2 separate regions of the Neogale vison genome follow, and region 2 is linked to region 1. A link is a contact called in public Hi-C data. All regions are on one chromosome and are shown on one strand. Each heading gives the region's core, a stretch centred on a gene start, on an enhancer-like site or on the middle of the called end of the contact. The rest is flanking DNA. Distances are from core to core; before and after follow the strand shown. Region 1 holds the start of JUN (transcription factor AP-1). Region 2 has its middle 110 kb from the start of JUN.

Region 1 (5,218 bases), core at 907-3,406:
AAATGCCTGGCTGGTGGTAGGTGTTTAATACATGAAATTTATTTTTATTACCGTTAACATAAAAAATTATTAAGAACGTCAGCTCCGTGATTACAAAAGAAAATGATTCAGGGCAACAGAATAGAGAATGTTCCCTTCTCAAGGAAAATAACTGGGTCTTGTCATCACTCTATCCCCCTACCGCAGCTCAGTGCCTGGCTCACAGGAGCTGCTCAGTTTCCCTCTGCTGCAGGAGGGAAGGAGAGGTGAGTGCGTGGGGTGAAGAAAAGTTGTCAAGATTTCTGACACCAGCTGCTATTGGGCCCTTGAATCTGAACTCTCAAAGCCACAAATACCGTAAAGCTCTGGGCTATAAACCCAAGGCTGAATTCCCCCTAAGTTCAGAAGCTGAAAAGCCAAAATTAGAATCTGAGAACACAAATTGCAGCAAGTCTGACTTCAAACCCCAGTCCTCCACAGGAGGTCCGGGAAAGTGCTTACTTCTGACCCTTTCCTCCCTCACCTTCCTCTCCTCACCGCTCCTCACAGGGGTAAGGACACCTGGTTCAGCCAAGTCACACTCATATTCCGTCATTTCATCGAGGTTCTGGGAAACTCCGAAGGAGGGTAGAAAAGGGGTTTGTTCGGCGACCACCTCCTGGCCCTGGAGGCGACGATGTCCCACTAGCTCAGCCCAGTGTGTTGGGTCTCACCGGCCCCACTTGCAGACCTGAACGAATTCAAGAGAAGTTCGGCAATTAGGTCACTTCACACCGTGGCAGCGCTGGGCACGCGAGAACCCACGATCCCCAATTTGGATATTCCTTCCGCCATACACTTTTCTCCCTAAGGGCTGTGGGGTAGGAGGAGGAGAAAATAACCGCAGAAAAAGGAACCACTTATATGTGTCTAGCGCTTCCTAGAGGCTACCCAGGATATGGGCCCACCACCTGGCCCGGAGCGGAGAGATCTTAAATCCTGGTCACTACCCCTGACTCGCTGCGTGACTTTTTCCTGAGTTATCTGACGCTCTCGGACTTGTTTTCCTGTAAACAAATCAGGACGGGAGGTGTGTGGCGTGTGTGTGTGTGTGTGTGTGTGGGGTGTGTGTGTGTGTGTGTGTGTGTGTGCGCGCGCGCGCGCCCGCGCGTGTGTTTGTGAACTATGGTTGCATGTTGTGCGGGGGCGGGTAGCAGACGATCACCGGGGTTCCCCAAGTTTCGGATTCCCTAAACGCGCATTCACAACTGGAAGCTGAGTTGCCCCCTAATTCTACCCCCTATAGAAAAACTTCCCCATCAAGGCAAAACTGAGCCCGCGCACCCTTTCTCCCATGGTCTGGAGGGTGCAGTGGGGGTGCAACGCAGACTTCGCTGAGCACCGAGTTTCGAGCAATGCAAATCACTTGGCTTCTGGGCTCAGCCAAACAGCAGCGCGGACGATCGCTCGTGAACTTGACCAGGAGACAAACTTTGCAGCGTTCTCAACGTGGGGGGCCCGCTCTCCCGAGACCGCCCCTAAACTTAAGCCCACTTTCACTCGCCCCCACAGGGGACTTAACAGAGCCACCTTAAGGGCGGTGCTCCCGCCCCCCGGAAGTGCGGGGAGGGCACACACCCGAGCGAACAGCCTCCTGCCCCGCAAGGCGGCGAAGTGCCGGTGGATAATAGCGAGCACCCCAAGCGGGGAAATACCCCACACCCAGCGCTCTCAGCCCCAGACACCTGGCTCGGTTTCCGAGCCTTCCGGGTGCCTGAGTCCCCTGCATTCCCGCCCAAGCCCTGAACTTGAGCCCGCCTCGGTCGGAGGCTGCGAGAGCCCGCGTCCACCCGACTCGCTGTAGCCACCGTCACTAGACAGTCAAACCCCAAGACGTCAGCCCACAATGCACCGGGCGGGCCGGGAAAGACGCGCCGGGGAGGGGAGGGGAAAGAGCCCGGCGCGAATCGCGCGGGAGGGGGAGGGGGAGAGGAGGAGAAAGAAGGGCCCAACTGTAGGAGGGCAGCGGAGCATTACCTCATCCCGTGAGCCTCCGCGGGTCTAGAGAAGAATCTTCTAGGGTGGGGTCTCCATGGCGACGGGCGGGCCCGCCCCCTTGAGAGCGACGCGAGCCAATGGGAAGGCCTTGGGGTGACATCATGGGCTATTTTTAGGGGTTGACTGGTAGCAGATAAGTGTTGAGCTCGGGCTGGATAAGGGCTCAGAGTTGCACGGAGTGTGGCTGAACCACCAAGGCGGGAGTGGAGGTTCGCGGACTCAGGGAGACAGGCAGACACAGGCAGGCAAGGCGGCAGTGGTGTCCGAGCTGCAAATCCGGTTTTCTTTTCTGCTTTCTCACCAACTGCCCAGAGCTAGCGCCTGTGGCTCCGGGGCTGGTGTTTTGGGGAGCGTCCGGAGAGCCCCTTCTCCAGCCGCCCCCAGGAGAAGAGCCCCGCTGCCCGGGAGCTGCTGACAGCGCGGAGCGAGGCGGCAGTCCGTCCGGGGAAGTCCGGAGAGCGGCTGCAGCGGCCAAGAACTTTCCTGGCCAGGAGGACAGGGGACAAGTGGCCCGGGTCCCGGAGCGAACTTTTGCAAAGCTTTGCTGCGCGTGAAGCTGTGGCGGCGGCGGTGAAGACGAGAAGGCGGCGGAGAGAGGAGACCGAGGAGGGACGTGCGCTCAGCTTCTCTCGCACCGGTTGCTGAACTTGGGCGAGCGCGAGCCGCGGCTGCCAGGCGCCGCCTCCCCCTCGCAGCGGAGGAGGGGACAGTCGTCGGCGTTGGGGCGGCGGAGAGCCGCCGCCGGCCGGCCACAGCGGGATCGGCGCTGACTGCTGCCGCCGGGAAGGCCGCTGTCGCCGGGAAGCGCATTCGTCCGCCGGCTCCCAGGAACCGCTGCGCCCGAGAGCGCTTCGTGAGTGACCGCGACTTTTCAAAGCCGGGCTGCGCGCGCGAGCTGACAAGAGTGCGGGCGGCACCTGACCTCTGAGCGCCTGGGGAGCGAGCTGGTGAGCAGGGCGCAGGGGGGAGGACAGCCGGCGGGTGCGCGCGCCTCTCGAGAAACTTTCCTTGCCCAGGGCCCGGGGAGGCGCGGGTGCCCCCCGCTCGCCAGCGCGCTGTTGCGGCCCCGAAACTTCTGCGCGCAGCCCAAACTAACCCCACGTGAAGTGACGGACTGTTCTATGACTGCAAAGATGGAAACGACCTTCTACGACGATGCCCTGAATGCCTCGTTCCTCCAGTCTGAGAGCGGCGCCTACGGCTACAGTAACCCCAAGATCCTGAAACAGAGTATGACCCTGAACCTGGCCGACCCGGTGGGCAGCCTGAAGCCGCACCTCCGGGCCAAGAACTCGGACCTCCTCACCTCACCCGACGTGGGGCTGCTCAAGCTGGCCTCGCCCGAGCTGGAGCGCCTGATAATCCAGTCCAGCAACGGGCACATCACCACCACGCCGACCCCCACGCAGTTCTTGTGCCCTAAAAACGTGACAGACGAGCAGGAGGGCTTCGCCGAGGGTTTCGTGCGCGCCCTGGCCGAACTGCACAGCCAGAACACGCTGCCCAGCGTCACGTCGGCGGCGCAGCCGGTCAGCGGGGCGGGCATGGTGGCTCCGGCAGTGGCTTCGGCGGCGGGTGGCAGCGGCAGCGGCGGCTTCAGTGCCAGCCTGCACAGCGAGCCGCCGGTCTACGCCAACCTCAGCAACTTCAACCCCGGCGCGCTGAGCAGCGGCGGCGGGGCGCCCTCCTACGGCGCTGCCGGCCTGGCCTTTCCCGCGCAGCCCCAGCAGCAGCAGCAGCCCCCGCAGCCGCCGCACCACCTGCCCCAGCAGCTCCCCGTGCAGCACCCGCGGCTGCAGGCCTTGAAGGAGGAGCCGCAGACGGTGCCCGAGATGCCCGGGGAAACGCCGCCCCTGTCCCCCATCGACATGGAGTCGCAGGAGAGGATCAAGGCAGAGAGGAAGCGCATGAGGAACCGCATAGCTGCCTCCAAGTGCCGGAAAAGGAAGCTGGAGAGGATCGCCCGGCTGGAGGAAAAAGTGAAAACCTTGAAAGCGCAGAACTCGGAGCTGGCGTCCACGGCCAACATGCTCAGGGAACAGGTGGCACAGCTTAAACAGAAAGTCATGAACCACGTTAACAGTGGGTGCCAACTCATGCTAACGCAGCAGTTGCAAACGTTTTGAAGAGAGACTGTCGGGGGCTGAGGGACAACAGAGAAAAAAAAAATTACACAGAGAGACAGACTTGAGAACTTGACAAGTTGAGAGAGCGAGAGAGAGAGAGAAAAGAAGTGTCCAAGGACTAAAGCCAAGGGTATCCAAGTTGGACTGGGCGGCGTCCTGACGGCGCCCCCAGTGTGCACGAGTGGGAAGGACTTGGCGCGCCCTCCCTTGGCATGGGGCCAGGGAGCGGCTGCCTGCGGGCTGCCCCGCTTTGCGGACGGGCTGTCCCCGCAGGAACAGAACGTTAGACTTTTCTTTAACATTGACCAAGAACTGCATGGACCTAACATTCGATCTCATTCAGTATTAAAGGGGGGGGAGGGGGGGGGTTCCAAACTGCAATAGAGACTGTAGATTGCTTCTGTAGTACTCCTTAAGAACACAAAGGGGGGCGGGGGTTGGGGGAGGGGAGGCGGGAGGGAGGTTTGTGAGAGCGAGGCTGAGCCTGCAGATGAACTCTTTCTGGCCTGCCTTCCTTAACTGTGTATGTACATATATATATTTTTTAATTTGATGAAAGCTGATTACTGTCAATAAACAGCTTCATGCCTTTGTAAGTTATTTCATGTTTGTTTGTTTGGGTATCCTGCCCAGTGTTGTTTGTAAATAAGAGATTTGGAGCACTCTGAGTTTACCATTTGTAATAAAGTATATAATTTTTTTATGTTTTGTTCCTGAAAATTCCAGAAAGGATATTTAAGAAAATGCAATAAAATATTGGAAAAGTACCCCTCCCACAACCTCTTTTCTGCATCATCTATGGATTACCTATCTAGGTGAAGTTGAAAGAGTGGGGAGTCAACTAACCTCACTCTCAGTGCTTCTTACTCTCAAGCAGTGAAAACTTCTCTGCTGGATTTGAGATAACTGTAGCTGATGCCCTTGTCAACTTACCCTCTTCCCTCCCCCAGCAATCTGTAGGGTTGCTTACAGAGGATAGTGTGGTCCTCCTGAAGACTGAGGGAAGGGAGGTTGTGGTGAAGAGGGACAGGCAGTCCCCTGGGAAGTCCATTTTAAAATCTGGATTATACGAAGTG
Region 2 (5,218 bases), core at 1,118-3,617, 110 kb before region 1:
ACTTGAAAGATAAAAGTCTCCTTGTCCCCAGAGGTATTTGGACAGCCATGCTCTGGAACGGTTTATTTCAGGCTGTAGGGAATTGGAGTCTGACAGATGTGGATTCTCTTCCTCGTCTAACTATTTCCAACCTCTGAGCCTCTGTTATCTCAGGTGTAAAATAACGATTATAATAATTCCTTCTTTAGAGGGTTCTTTAGGAAAAAAACAAAAAACCAAACCAAAACAAAAAAAACGAAGTCATGAAGTCATGTGGCCCAATGCCAGGTAGTAGTATGTGATCAGGAAAAGCTGGCAATCATCCCGGTTAGCACGGGCATCCGCCAATGGGTGAGCTTTGTGCTGCCAATGGTGAACCAGTCATCTATTTCTGCATAAGACCTCCCCCCAGGAACACGACACAGGAAAAGTCCTATAGGCAAAGAATTGGTCATCAATACCAATGAATATTACCCAATAAAGACCATCTAGCTGCAGGAGCCAAACTTCCCATTTTGCACAAGGAAAAGTAAATTCAGAGAGAGGAATCACAGGCCCAAATCCACTAAGTCCAGGAAGCTATAGAGAGATTCCTGATGAGACCTTAGGTCTCCTGGTGCTTCCTCCCATGCTCAGTAGTGTTCTTTTAATGTCTCTGTTTTCTGTTAAGAAGCAACATTCAGGACCTTCAATGATCCTATCTTCCTTACATGTACTAACTCATTGAATCCTTACAACAACCTCAGAAGGCTGATCTTTTTTTTTTTTTTTCAATTTATTTATTTTCAGAAAAACAGTATTCATTATTTTTTCACCACACCCAGTGCTCCATGCAAGCCGTGCCCTCTATAATACCCACCACCTGGTACCCCAACCTCCCACCCCCCCGCCACTTCAAACCCCTCAGACTGTTTTTCAGAGTAGAAGGCTGATCTTATTGTTAATCTCCATTTTATGGATAAAGGAAGTGAGAGAGAAGTTAAGTTACTTACTCAAGCCTCACTTCCAGCTAGCAGTAAAGCCTAGATGTGAGCCTGGGCTTGAAAGCCTGGGTCCTTAACCACACACACATACCGACCTTCCTAAAGTGAAAAAAAAAGTGTGTGGTGTCTCCTTCAGAGGAACCTACTTTCTAGAGGAGAAACAAAACCCCCAAGAGTGTGTAGTCACATGCTTCAGGCCCCAGGAGAGCGAGAGAGGGAGGGTTTAATTCTGCAAGGTGAGGAGTGAGAAAACTAGGACAGCTTCCTGGAGGAGGCGGCCTTTAGCCAGTTTCCAAAACTGGCTTGTTTTCCTCTAAGCTGCTGAGCGTAGGGGTATTCCCTACAGATAGAAGTATTCCCTACAGATAGAAGCATCTTTGCTGAGATAGACAGGTGGGAAGCGGCAGGTTTTCAGGGGCACCAGGGAGGCAGGAGGCCAGGACACCAGACATTAACTCAGTGTGTGAGAAGGACAAGTTACTTAACCTACAGAAACCTCAACTTCCTCTTCTGTAGAATGGGGATAATAATGCCTGCCTTGTGAAGCTGTTTGAATATTAAATGAGATCATGTGTATATACTTCTCAACCCAGTGTTGTTCCTCTTTCTTTATTTACCTATTATAAAACTATTTGCCTCCGTAAAAATTTTTAATTGAGCTTATTTTTTTGCACTTATGCTCACAGTGGCATTAGTAATAATCCTGAGTGGGTTATTAGTCATTCATAATAATAATATAATTAATGATAATGTTAATTGCCATTGATGGAGGGCATTAAGTACTTAATACGTATAATCTATATTTATCTAATCTACTCCTCCGAACCTATCTTAAAGATAAGTATCATTATCCCCATTTTTTCAGCGAGGTTAAGAAATTTACACAAAGGTCACCGGCTAGGAAGTAGCAGGACTGGTTTTCAGACCCAGGTCTGTCTGTCCAGAAAAATACCCAACAAACAGAGAATGCCCTGTGTTTTGAGTTCATGTTGGTCTTGGCAATGTCCCTCAGCCTCTTTCTCAGAAAGAAAACAAACATTCAAAGAGGTTTGCTAACGTGTTGGAACAAGAATGCCCTAGTGAGAGAGAGAAGGGGCCCGCTGAGGCAGGGAGATGCATCATATTTGGAGGGTGGGGTTGTGGGGGTGCCTCAGCCCCTTCTCCCCAAGCCCAGAGGTCCTGAAGAGAGCCTAGCTTGAGCTGGAACCTTGAGCTGCCCAGAAGTCCTGGCATCTTGGCAGGTCACTGTGTGCCTTCTCAGGCTTCAGGTGGTTCTGGGAAGCCAGGGGTGTCCTGCCCACCAGTGGAGACGCCAGGACTGCCAAGGAGGCTGCCTGCTGGTAAGCCAGCCCTTACCCCCCCCCCCCCCCCCCCCCCGTGGGTGGCTCCCAGGCAGCAGGGAGTTAATCTGCTATCTGTTGGGAAGGCTTCCAGAAACCTCCCCGCCTGTGTTTGCTCAAGGCTGGGCTCTTCAGAAACTGAAACCAGCAGGACACCAGGCCCAGCCAGCCCTCATGGGATCCTGCCTGGGTTTACCTTCTATGGGGAAGGATCAGAGGGCTGGGCGGAGCAGAGTCTGGAGCCTGGGCCGCCTGCGGATGTGGCAGGCCTGGCTGCCTTCGGCCTGAGGAGGCCCTAAAACCCCCGTCCACGCCTCCACCACCAGCCGGGACCTGCTCCAAGGCCTCAGAGAAGCACACGGGCAGACAAGCCAGGGTGGCTGGAATTCCGGGCCTGCCCCTCACCACCTCTGAAGTTCAATCACTGAACTTCAGTTTCAGTTTCTTTAGCTGTGAAATGGGGGTAAATAATGCCTGGCCTTTGGATTCAGTAACCTATGTGCAGTAAACTAACACATAAGAAACGCTTGGTTTATGTCCCCCGGTTGCTGTCCTTGTTACTATTATTGCCGTTGTTGTGCCAGTAGGTCGGGCAGCCTGCTTTGTGAGGTAGTAAGCTCCCATCGCTCAAGGAAGTCAAGCGCAAGTGGAAGGAGATGAGGAAAAAGACAAAAACAGGACAGGAAGGGATTCACGTGTGCCATACCCACATACTGACCTGGTCATTTCAGAATCACCTGGGAAACTCAAGCACCACCTCCAACCCACTGAATCAAAACCCCCAAAGGCAAGATTTTCCAAAAGTACAGTTTTATTTTATAAACCACTCATCTGGACCAATCATGTCTACATTTCTCACCTTCAAAAGACCCTAATGTTAAAAAACAAAACAAAACAAAAAAAACCCTAATGTTATTCCCTCCCGTCCTATCAATTAAAGAGTGTAAATCAGATTTGTTAAGTCATAATTAATTCATTTACTCACTACGTAAGTTATGGACCAAAGGCCCAGAGTTCATTCCACAAATAGTCATTCACTCAACAAATATTTAGTGTGTAACTACCATGTCCCAGGCCCACTGCTGTGTCCTGGGGGGATGGCGAAGGAGAGGGTGGACAAGAGCTCCGTCCATCCTCCTGCACCCTCCAACGCCCACCCCACCCCCCAATCCCCAGTGCTTCCCAGTCTGGCAAGGGAAAGCAGAAAATGGACAAGGATTCTAATACAGACATTGAAGCCAGGAAAATCCCACTGGGTAGAAGACACCCAATATTCCGACAGTAAAAAGATGTGGTTCCATCAATAGCAAATAATGTTGACATGTCATTATAGAGAAAGGTGGATGGCGGTCCTCAGCTGTGCGCACACATATGCGCCTGCGCACGGGGTGGCATGATTATTTTTATGAATCCCAAAAGGTCCAGGGTCCTTGACTCGAGAACGGCTAAGGTCTTCTGAGGAAAGGAAGACCCTTTGGACCTAATTCCTGCTTATGTGGCTTGTCTCATGGCCTGGCACACGCATGAGGAACTCCTGGCCAGTGGCCCCAAACTCTGAGCCGAGTCGCTGAGAGCGTGGGCTCTGAAGCCAGGCTGCCTAGGGTTGAATCCCAGCTTGATTCCTTAGCAGCTATGCGATCGTGGGCAAGGTACTGTGAGAGCACACGCACAGAGATGAGACCTCTGTGTGCCTGTGAATAACACCTGCTCACAGAGCTGTCGTGGGGATTACAGAGATGGTACTGAAAGCCGTGGTAGGTGGGCATCGATTAATGAGCGGCTATTATCCTATGCTACTTTTTGCCTTTGATGGTCTGTCTCTCTGCCTCAAGTACCCCCCTCCCTTTTTCCGTCTGGGGAGCACATAGTTGTTGGTGCCATGGCCCTCCTCTCTAGAGCCTTCCTTTCTTCCTTCAGCAGGCAGCGTGATGCTTTTTCATTTGGGTTCCTATAATTCTTTATAGGAACCTCCCAGGGCCCCTCTCACACTGTGACTGCATTCCTCATTGTCATTGAGGTCTTTTCCCTTCCTCTCTGGATTCTGGGTTTTGAAAAACAGGGGCTCCAAATGTATCTTTTTTTTTTTTTTTTTAAGGATTGTATTTATTTATTTGAGAGAGAGCAAGAATGAGAGAGAAAGAGAGAGAGAGAGAGAGAACACAAGCAGGGAGGGGCAGAGGAGAGAGAGAAGCAGGCTCCCCACTGAGCAGGGAGCCAATCCCAGGACCCTGGGATCATGACCGGACCAGAAGGCAGACACTTAACTGACTGAGGCCACATCTTTTCATCTCTAGGGACAAGACGGTCCCTGGGATAGAATAAACACTTGCCACTATCTGTTGAACTAACGAAGGGTGGACAAGGGCTGGACGGACGTGCCCAGGATCACAGAATTCTAATCTGCACTTGGGTTCTGTTGGGAAAAGTGCTTTCTTGCGCTTCTGGCTGCTCATCTGGAAAGCAGATCTGATAATAACAGTGCCTGTGTCTTGGGTTTGGGGGGATTAAACGAGGTGCATACAGGGCAACATTTGAGTATGAGCTCTAGAATCAGATTGTTTAAGTCCCAGCTCCACGACTCATAAGCTGCATGATGTGTGACACGTTTTTAACTGTGCTGTACCCAGAGAAGACAGATCTCAAACCAAAAAGAACGCATCGTCATTATGGGCCATTCAGAGAACTAAAGGAGACACTCTTTACAAAGTCACTGGTGCCTGGCATGGAGTAGGTTTTCAGTACATACATACTGGTTCCATCCCCCCCACTTTCTCCAACCCTGTAGGCCCTGGACTCTGAAAGCCCAAGACAGCTGTTCAAATGCCACATTTTGCTCTGAGTGACTAATGTCCCTTAAGCCGAGATTGGAAAGCCGACTCCAAAACTAAGCTCACATTCAAGCACTGAATGAGATGC

The links. A called contact is a pair of places that touch in the nucleus more often than the background predicts.
Region 2: a Hi-C map of fibroblasts shows a contact between it and region 1, with 5 times the contacts expected there. The contact joins the enhancer-like site here to the promoter of JUN in region 1. A contact is called at or near these places in 2 of 3 Hi-C or Micro-C datasets (fibroblasts and muscle).

Annotation. Positions count from the first base shown.
Region 1 is chr2:47,949,849-47,955,066 of ASM_NN_V1, reverse strand. JUN (transcription factor AP-1) reads left to right here and starts at 2,156. Exons shown (of 1, transcript XM_044238339.1): 1 at 2,156-4,845. The coding sequence starts at 3,138. The coding sequence ends at 4,142. It overlaps LOC122900026 (a long non-coding RNA gene), which reads right to left and starts at 1,327. Exons shown (of 3, transcript XR_006383162.1): 1 at 1,303-1,327; 2 at 503-709.
Region 2 is chr2:48,063,945-48,069,162 of ASM_NN_V1, reverse strand. No RefSeq gene overlaps it. Among named protein-coding and RNA genes, the nearest start is that of JUN, 110 kb to the right of the region's middle. Within about 2 kb of position 2,367, the one cell type or tissue checked has open chromatin away from gene starts, as enhancers often do. A contact at or near this core is called in fibroblasts, where this site is marked.